Linked DNA regions of Ovis aries: region 2 is linked to region 1. The links are chromatin contacts, called in public Hi-C maps. All regions are on one chromosome and are shown on one strand. Each heading gives the region's core, a stretch centred on a gene start, on an enhancer-like site or on the middle of the called end of the contact. The rest is flanking DNA. Distances are from core to core; before and after follow the strand shown. Region 1 holds the start of MYO15B (myosin XVB). Region 2 has its middle 19 kb from the start of TMEM94.

The links. A called contact is a pair of places that touch in the nucleus more often than the background predicts.
Region 2: a contact with region 1 is called in a Hi-C map of mixed tissues, with 3 times the contacts expected there. The contact joins the enhancer-like site here to the promoter of MYO15B in region 1. A contact is called at or near these places in 5 of 16 Hi-C or Micro-C datasets (blood, liver, mixed tissues and 2 more).

The regions. Positions count from the first base shown.
Region 1 is chr11:55,314,989-55,319,917 of ARS-UI_Ramb_v3.0, reverse strand. It overlaps MYO15B (myosin XVB), which reads left to right and starts at 2,683. Exons shown (of 64, transcript XM_042256364.2): 1 at 2,683-4,860. The coding sequence starts at 2,819.
Region 2 is chr11:55,436,389-55,441,317 of ARS-UI_Ramb_v3.0, reverse strand. It overlaps the pseudogene LOC105616430. Among named protein-coding and RNA genes, the nearest start is that of TMEM94, 19 kb to the right of the region's middle. Within about 2 kb of position 2,022, at least 7 of the 54 cell types and tissues checked have an H3K27ac peak or open chromatin away from gene starts, as enhancers often do.

The DNA.
Region 1 (4,929 bases), core at 1,434-3,933:
ATGATCCACACAAAGGCTTTGGCATAGTCAATAAAGCAGAAATATACGTTTTTTCTGGCACTCTCTTGCTTTTTTGATGATCCAGCAGATGTTGGCAATTTGATCTCTGGTTCCTCTGCCTTTTCTAAAACCAGCTTGAACATCTGGAAGTTCTCGGTTCATGTATTCCTGAAGCCTGGCTTGGAGAATTTTGAGCATTCCTTTACTAGAGTGTGAGATGAGTGCAGTTTGCGGTAGTTTGAGCATTCTTTGGGATTGGAATGAAAACTGACCTTTTCCAGTCCTGTGGCCACTGTTGAGTTTTCTAAATTTGCTGGCATATTGAGTGCAGCACTTTCACAGCATCATCTTTTAGGATTTGAAATAGCTCAACTGGAATTCCACCACCTCCACTAGCTTTGTAGTGATGCTTCCTAAGGTCCACTTGACTTCACATTCCAGGATGTCTGGCTCTAGGTGAGTGATCACACCATTGTGATTATCTGGGTCATGAAGATCTTTTTTGTGTAGTTCTGTGTATTCTTGCCACCTCTTCTTAACATCTTCTGCTTCTGTTAGGTCCGTACCATTTCTGTCCTTTATCGAGCCCATCTTTGTATGAAACGTTCCCTTGGTATCTCTAATTTTCTTGAAGAGATCTCTAGTCTTTCCCGTTCTGTTGTTTTCCTCTATTTCTTTGCATTGATCGCTGAGGAAGGCTTTCTTATCTCTCCCTGCTATTCTTTGGAACTCTGCATTCAATGGGTATATCATTCCTTTTCTCCTTTGCTTTTCACTTCTCTTCTTTTCACAGCTATTTGTAAGGCCTCCTCAGACAGCCGCTTTGCTTTTTTGCATTTCTTTTTCTCGGGAATGGTCCCGATGCTTGTCTCCTGTACAATGTCAGGAACCTCCATCCATAGTTCATCAGGCACTCTGGCTATCAGATCTAGTCCCTTAAGTCTATTTCTCACTTTCACTGTATAATCTTAAGGGACTTGATTTAGGTCACACCTGCATGGTCTAGTGATGTGAGGCAGGTAGGAGCTAACTGGAGAGCCCTCCGAGGAAAGCGCCACAACCTGGAATGCCAACTTCCCCCACTTTGATTCTGGGTGGGGCTCCCAGTTGAGGAGAGGTCAGAGGTCAGCAGGGGCACAGGAGTCCTGTGGGGGCACTTAGATCTGTCATGTTTCAGAGGGGAAAGAATGTTGGATGATATCCTGCCTCGGTGCCATGTGAAGATGGGTGGTCTCCTCTCTTGTTGGTGGGAGTGTAAACTGGTACAGCCTCCACGGAGGAAAATTTGGAGCACTCTTAAGTTATACAAAAGCACACACCCTATGCCCCTGCAATTCCACTTCTAGGAATTGATTCGGCCTGGACACAGAGGGAATCAATGTTGTCTGTAATTGAAGCAAAAGGTTAGATGAAGGCAGCCTCCATTTCAGTCGTAAAAGTCTGTTAACCTAAAATAATTTTAAGAGCCAATTATTTTACCAGCAACGAATTACAACATGGGACAGCAATTAATGCCAACTACACACACCTCTGCAGGAAGGAAAACTTTTTATAAAGGAAGCTCTCTTATAGAGGAAAAGGGGAAGCTGGGAGAGGCTGTTATAAACAAAAAGTCCATAGGAGGAAACTGGGAGTTTGAAGTATAGCAGGTTTTCATTGGCTTAGTTTAACAGTTTCTCATTGGCTGAGTTATTGCCCGGCAAGGGGAAAAACTTTCTTCCTCCAGCTGCCAGCAGTAAAGTCGTGTCACTTCCTGCCTGAGACCCAAAGTACATTTTTTCCTCTTGGGCTCTATATCGAGGTGAACTGGTTAAGTGTATAAGGACTCCCCCTTCTGGCCTCTGGCCTCCATTTAGTGAGTGTTTCCTTTATTAATTTTTGCACTATCAATAAAGAATTGGTTAAACTCTGGCACATTCATCTGCTGGAATATTACAAAGTTGTAAAAAAAAAAAAGATTTTTACTATTATGAAATCTCCAAGTTAATCTGTTAGAGTGGAGCACCATGAGCTAGAAGAGCTTCCACCTGTTCTCAGAGGGAAAAAGAATACTTGCTTTTCTCTGCCTGGATAGCTCTGGAAGGAAATACAAGAAATGGGTAACCTCAGGGGACAATGAATAGCTGTGGGTCAGGAGTGGGAAACTTTCATCTTCTGGACTACCTGTTCAAAAAAAATTAAATATTAGAGCAACACACACATCTGGGTGCTCAGGAATTTATTGGGGTCCGATTATGTTCCATGACTAAGAAGCATGTACTTACTTTACACCAGTCCGAGGTGTACATTTATGTTTTATGCAGTTTTCTTTAAATTATATTTCACAATATAGAACAATAACAAAATTAACAACCCTCACTGGCTTCTGGCCGTGCACCAAGGTCAGCCTGGTTCCAGCCTCCAAGGGGCTAAGGGAGGAGGGTGGGTCCCCTAGAGGCCCCCAGGACAAGGAGGATGACCCGCACAGGTTCTTTTGGCACCAGCCCCCACCCCGATGCCAAAGTAGTGAGGCAGGAGCAGAGCATGGGCCCCCTCGGTCGGGCCCGGTGCCAGGCTGGCAGCAACTCAGGGCCGCACGGTTGCCCTGTCCACGGCCTTTGTCCGCACCTGCAGCTCTTCTTTCCTGATTGGCCTCCTCGCTATTGTTGGCCTTGGAGGTCAGGACCGGCAGCCACCTGCATTATTGATGCCCTTGGGGGGCGGGTAGATGGAGCCTGTAGCCCCTATTAGCCCAGAGCCCCGTGTGGTGTGCTGCTGAGGGCACGCCTGTGGGCAGCCGGCTCCTGGGGCGAGAAGAGGAGACAGCCACCAGGAAGCCATGGGCAGGAGCAAGGGCAAAGCGCCCCAGCACCTGGAGGGACCCGGGAGGCCCCCCTCGGGGGAGCAGGAATCCGGGTCTGCCAGCGCAGACAGCGTGCCCAGCCGGGGACACCGAAAGGGCCATCGTAAGGCACACAGGGAGCCCAGCGCCGGGCGAGGCCAGGAGCCTCCCAGTGCCCACAGGAAGCCCACTGGAGGGGAGAACGGGGACTGCAGACAAGCAGAGGCGGGGCCGCCGCCGGACGCCGAGGGCAGAGGAGGCAGCGGGCATGCTCGTGGGGGATGCCAGGCTAAGGAGAGCAGCAAGCCGGGGGACGGCCACGGGGGGCGCCTGGAGGAGAAGGGTCTCGGAAGAGGAGGAAGGACACGCCAGCACGACTGCGGCAGAAGGAGAGGAAAACGACGGGGACGCTCGGCTCAGCGGGGCCGCCGGGAGACACCGAGCCTCGACAGGGACACGTCGGGTGGAGACGGGGCCAGCTCCTGCCTGGACAGCGAAGCCCACGAGGCCCAGGAGAGCCGCAGCCAAAGTGGTGGGACCCCAGAGCGGAGGCTCAACTTGGAGCAAACGGACATGGCCTCGGGGGGCACTCAAACCAGTGCAGAGTCAGCGCTGGAGGCACCAGGAGCTCCCCGGAACAGCGACAGGCCGAGCAGCAGCGACGACAGAGGCAGTGACAAGCCCCCCTCGCGGCCCCAGAGCCCAGAAGGATCGTCGGGGGCGAGGCCCCAGGGAGAGACAGAGGATTCCGGGACAGACCCAGACTCGAGTCAGGAGGGGGCCGGGCCGTGCCGGAGCCCAGGAGCAGCCCCAGGAACGACCCGCGAGGCCCTCGAGGCCGGCGAGGCTGACCAGGGTAGAAAAGCCGCAGCTTCCAGCCTCCTCGAGAGCTGGATCCCCCGGAGCTCGTGGGGTTCTCAGGACCCCAGGCAGGGCGGGGATGCAAGGGACGATGGGGTGCAGCCCGAAGCTGAGCCGAGGGGCACCCCGCCCGAAAGAGCCGAGGCCTCGACCGCCCGGGGTCAGCGCCGCCAGATTGGAAATGTGGTGGGGAAGGCGCACGAGGCGGTGGGCGTGAGCGACGAGGGGTCTCGGGGAGACGGGCCGCTGGCCGCCCTAGTGGCGCTCTGCAGGCTCCGCGCGAGGCCCCCGCCAGGCCCTGCTCCCCAGGCCGCCGGTCCCCGCCGCGGCAGCCTCAAGGACCGGCTCGTGCGCGTAGCGCGGGCCCTGGGGCTCCTGCGGTGGCTGCGGCTGCGGCTCCAGGGGCGCGCGGGCGGCGCGCGGGGCCCCGGGACCAGCGAGGGGACGAGCCGCGGGCCGGGGCCGCGCCGCCGCCGTCTAGCGCTGAGCCTGGCGGGCGTCGCGGGGCTCTGGGGGCGACCAAGGCCTCCCCCTGGCGGCGGCCCGAGTTCCCCGCAGGTTGCAGAAAGCCCAGCTCACGATCCATCCGAGGACGAGCACGCGACTCCAGATCCCAAGTTCGCCGTCGTGTTCCCCAGGATCCACGGGGCAGGGAGGACCTCGAGCCGCCAGAGCTCAGAGGAAGGGTTCGCGGACGCCCCCGCCGGGGAGGGGCGCGGTTGGTCCTGTGCGGGGGCGTCTGCGGACAGTGCAGGGCGCAGGGCCAGTGTCGAAGGGGTGGCGGAGTCTCCCCGCGGCTCTCTCGGCCCGAATCCCCACGAAGAGCCCCCCCTCGACGAGACGGGCTCCAGCAGCGAAGCGGAGCCCGAGAGCTTGGGAGCCGCGGCTCCGGTGCATTGGGCGCAGGGCTCTGGCCCTCACAAGGGCCCCGGGCTTGGCACCGAAGCACTGCTGCCCCGACTCACCTTGGAGACCCGCCGGCGGCCGGAGGGGAGCCCCGGCCCCCGCGGGTCCTTGAGGGATCGGTGGGAGCCAGAGGACGAGGTGGAGGAGGCGCTGGAGAGGGACCTGGAGCTGAGCCTCGTGCCCGGCCCGGAGGAACCTCCTCTTCCCGGCGGCGCGGACGGCTGGAGTGTGGGGGAAGGCCTGGAAGACACCGAGGACCTGGCCCGGCTGCGGTGAGTGGGCGCGGTTCCAAACCTGCCCTGCCTAGGTCACACCTTCTCCTATCCCACCCTACCTCCGAT
Region 2 (4,929 bases), core at 773-3,272, 120 kb before region 1:
AAGCTTCTCTTAGAGCAGTGTTTTTTTTGTTTTTTTGTTTTTTTTTTTTTAATTTATGTTTATTTTTGGCTGCACTGGGTCTTCATGGCTTCGCCCAGACTTTCTTTAGTTGCGACAAGTGGGGCTGCTCTCTAGCTGCGGTGAATGAACGGGCTTCTCGTCGCAGTGGCCTCTCTCGTTGCCAGGCACAGGCTCTAGAGTTCGGGCTCCATAGTTTGTGGCGCACGGGCTTAGTTGTCCTGCAGCATGTGGGATCTTCCCAGACCAGAGATCAAACTGGTGTCCCCAGCGTTGGCAGGCAGAGTCTTAATCACTGGACCACCCGGGAAGTCCTAGAGCAATGTTTTAAACTTTAATTTTTTTTTTTTTACAAAAAATTTCCCCCAGGAGGGAAAAAGTAAACTGAATTTCTCCTTCATGAAGGAAATTAAATACTAAGAAATAAGATTGTGTAGGGTAGAGTTGAGTTTTGGAAGACCACAAACTCTTACAAAATCTTGTTTTTTTCATCTTCCAAGAACTGATTTTTCCCCCCTTTAGAAGCAATACTTCTTTCAGTGAGAATTCATTTGGTAAGGGAAATTCAAATGTTTATCTTTCAGGAACATAATTTCTCCCCCTAGACGACCTCTTAAACATCATTCTTAACTTGGGAATTAAGAGTTTTATCAAGCAATTGATATTACAATGCCAAATAGAAAAATAGAAAACTGTGTGTTTTTTCTTATTGAGTTTTTTTCTCTTTCCTCCCCAAATCAGGTAAATTTGGTCTTTATCAGTTTTTCAGTTTCTAAATCTTCAACTACACATGAATAACCTGAGCCAGATTGTTCTTCTGCAACTATGGAATAGCCTGGATTCGCCTGGCTGTTTATCAAGGATAAAGAAAACAAAGACAGCTACATATTGTACCTTCAAGTTAAGCCAGGATTTTCCCTTCCAGTCTAGAAGCTGAAAGGGCACGTTTGAATCGACTGGGATCCGGAGGGTGCCGGGGTGCAGGCCGCAGGAATCTGCTCCCCAACCACATGTCCCCTCCCCTCATAAACTGGGCTTAAGCTCTCAGACTGTGGGCAGCGTGTATTGAATGACAAGCTTGGGACTTATTTTCAGTCCTCGACCCACAGCCCATTTATTACCTGAAGTGAGGTGAAGTTGCTCAGTCCTGTCTGATTCTTTGCGACCCCATGGACTGTAGCCTACCAGGCTCCTCTGTCCATGGGATTTTCCAGGCAGTAGTACTGGAGTGGATTGCCATTTCCTTCTCCAGTGGATCTTCCCGACCCAGGGATCGAACCCACATCTCCCGCATTGTAGACAGACGCTTTACCGTCGGAGCCACCAGGGAAGTCCATTTATTACATGATCCTAAGCAAAACCACTTGGCCTGGTTGTCCTACTTTTCGGCCTTCTAGGCTACGGATATGATAAGATGTTAATCAGCTCTGTAGCCCATTTCACAGGGATGTCCTAGGTCATCAGTGAAAAAACGCTCTGTTGTTGTTGTTCTGTCGCTAAGTCATGTCCGACCCTTTGTGACCCCCTGGACTGCAGCACATCAAGCTGCCTTGTCCTTCACTATCTCCCAGGAGTTTGCTCAAATTCATGTCCGTTGAGTCAGTGATGCTATCTAACCATCGTATCCTCTGACGCTCTCTTCTTTTGTCTTCAATCTTTCCAAGCATCAGGATCTTTTCCAATGAATCAGCTCTTTGCATCAGGTGACCAAAGTATTAGAGCTTCAGCTTCAGCATCAGTCCTACCAATGAATATTCAGGGTTGATTTCCTTTAGGGATGGACTGCTTTGATCTCCTTGCTCTCCAAGGGACTCTCAAGAGTCTTCACCAGCACCACAATTCAAAAACTTCAATTCTTTAGCACTCAGCCTTCTTTATGGTCCAACTCTCACCCAAAGGAAAGGTGGCAAGTGAATTCAGGGGTTTATTATGAGAACAGCAAACAGACCTGAGCTTCAGTCCAATAAAGACATTCAGGCAATACTAAAGTTCGTTTGGTTCTGAACAGCGCAGTCACCACACCCATGATACAATCAAAACAAAACCAAGGCAACAACCTGTGACCTGCTCAGGCTTGGGGCTGTTTTCTCCTGAGCCCTGGAGTGCCTCCCCGGGGGCATCTGCTTTCTGAACTGACATTGATCATGCAGTCCTTACTGCGCCAGGGCCACCCTGAGGCTGGCCCCCTCAGGTGCGCAAGGTGGGCTGAGGGGTGCGACACCACTGACCTGACAAAGGATTGTCCAGAGTTCAGCAGAGAGAGACACCTGAAGGGGTGGTCCCAGGTGTTTCCCGCAGGCAAATCCAGCCTGCTCCTTCTTTTTTTCGCTTTTAGTATTTTATTTGGTGATTTGTTTTGGCTGTACTGGGTCTTAGTGATGGTGCGTGGTATGAGGCTTCTTAGTTGTGGCATGCAGACTCCCAGCTGTGGCATGTAGGATCTAGTTCTCTGACCAGGGATCGAACTGCACTGGGAGTGAGGAGTCTTAACTACAGGACCACCAGGAAAGTCCCTGTTCTGATCTTTCTCTAAGGCTGGTGGGTCTTGAGAGTCCCATAGCTAATTTGCTTCCATCTACACATCCTGACTCTGGAAGTGGGACAAGCTCCCTGGGGAGAAATGTCCATCACGGTGAGTGGATGAGCCTTGGTCCTAAGGGGCTGACAGGTGGTTCAAGCCTGAGCTGAAGGGCTGGGAAAGACCTCAGTGGCACTTGATCCCTAAATGACTAATTTTTTGGAAAAAAAGGATATTCTACTTTCGGATATTGACAGCACCTCCAGACACTAACCAGTCACCTCCTAAGTTTCTGCCCCTGATCCAAAAGGACCATAGATAAAAACAGGCAGGTGGATGGGTTCAAATCCATCTCTCCTCTTAGAAAACGAAGTAGCATAAACCTTGTTCGGGAAGGACCTTACAGAGGACTCTGAAACTGGTAATAGTTTTTCCTCTGGAGGCATTTTCTGTCATTTTCAGGCCAACCGCTCACTTCTTGGGTCACCTGGAAGTGATCAGATTCTAGGGTCAGGCAGGTGTCAATTGCGTTAAGACCCTCAAGACTGATATCATCCCCTGGTGGTCCAGTGACTAAGACTCTGTGTTCCCAATGCAGGGAGACTGGGTTTGATCCCTGGTCAGGGAACTAGATCCCACATGCTGCAACTAAGATCCAGGATGGCCAAATAAATATTTTTTAATATATATTTTAAAAGACTGATATAATTTAAGCCAAACTGACCATTTGGCTCAAGGTATTTATTCACTACAGGAGGCTGTATAGTGAAGCGTTTAAGAGCCTGGTTTCTGTACCACATGACCCAGCAATCTCACACATAGATGGCTATCTACCAAAGAAATACACATCCACACAAAAACACACATCCACACAAAAACACACATCCACACGTGTTCATAGCAACACTATTCATAATAGACAAAGAGTGGAAAGAGCTCAAATGGCCACCAGCTGATGAATGGGTAAACAAAATGTGGTCTATCCGCTATATGCTGGAAAATTACTCTATAATGAAAAGGAATGGAGTGCTGGTATATATCGCACCATGGATGAACCTCAGAAACATCGTGCTGAGTGGAATAAACCAGTCACAAAAGATCCCTGGGACTCCCCGGGTGGTTCAGTGGTTAAGAACCCACCTGCCAGGGGACAGGGGTTCAATCCTTGGTCTGGAAAGAGTCCACATGCTGTGGAGCAACTAAGCCCCTGTGCCTCAACTACTGAAGCCCGCAAGCCCTAAAGCCTGTGCTGTAGAGAGTAGGGGCTGCTAGAGAGTAGCCCCTGGTGGCCGCAACAGGAGAAAACCTGCGCACAGCAATGGAGACCTCATGGAACCTAAAATAGACTAAATACATTTTAAAAAGGTCCCAGGCTGTATAATTCCAATTACATGAAATGTCCAGGATAAACAAAGCCGTAAAGACAGGGAGTAGATTAGGTTTACTGAGACTGGGGGAGGAGGTTGGGGACAAATGGAATTGAGTGTTAGGGGCGATGGTGTGTCTTTTTGGGGTGCTGAAATTTTTCTTGAATTGGTGTGGTGGTGCGGCACAACTCTGAACATACTAAAAGCCACTGAATGACACTCATGAATGAGTGAACTGTGAATGACATATGAATTATATCTCAATAAAGCTGTTTGAAAAAAAACAAACAAAACTTGGCCTCTAGAGCCAGACCGCCTGGCTTGAATCCTGCTTGGTCACTTATTAGCCCTGTGATCTGGTGGTAAGCTACTTGGACCCTCTGGGCCTCACTTTTCTGTCCTCTGAACTGGGAATGATAGTATTTCTATCTTCATAGGGTTATTATGAGTTATATAGAGCAGACAGTGCATAGTACATAGTAAACCCTACACAAGGGTTAACAATATTAACCTTGGGTTCACCTAAAGGTTAACTGTTATGATATTATTATCAGTCACATGTGTCTCCCAGGACATCCCCTGGCTGGTTAGGAGACTCAAGTCTCTGTCAGAGGGTGCTTAGAAAGCATGAAGTCAGAAGCAGGTGCATATTCTCGTGGATACTTCATCAGACCTTGGAAAGCCCTTCATTCGCTCATTTGTCAAAGTCATGAATATGTGCCAGGCACTGTTCTAAGTGCTGGGAAAGCAGAAGTGACCAAAATAGATTCAATTTCCTGTTCCGATGAGGCTTGTAGCCTCATGGAGGAGTCAGACAACGAACAAATAAACAAGAAAATATAGAAGATAGAGATCAGTACTCAAAAAAAAATTTTAAGAACCTTCTCTGATGTTCCAGCGGTTAAGACTGCATTTCCAACGCAGGGGGTGAGGGTTGGATCCCTGGCCCAGGAACTAAGATCTCACATGCCTCAAAGCATGGCCAAAAAGTAAAAGTAAATAAATCATTTGAGAAATTTTTTTTTT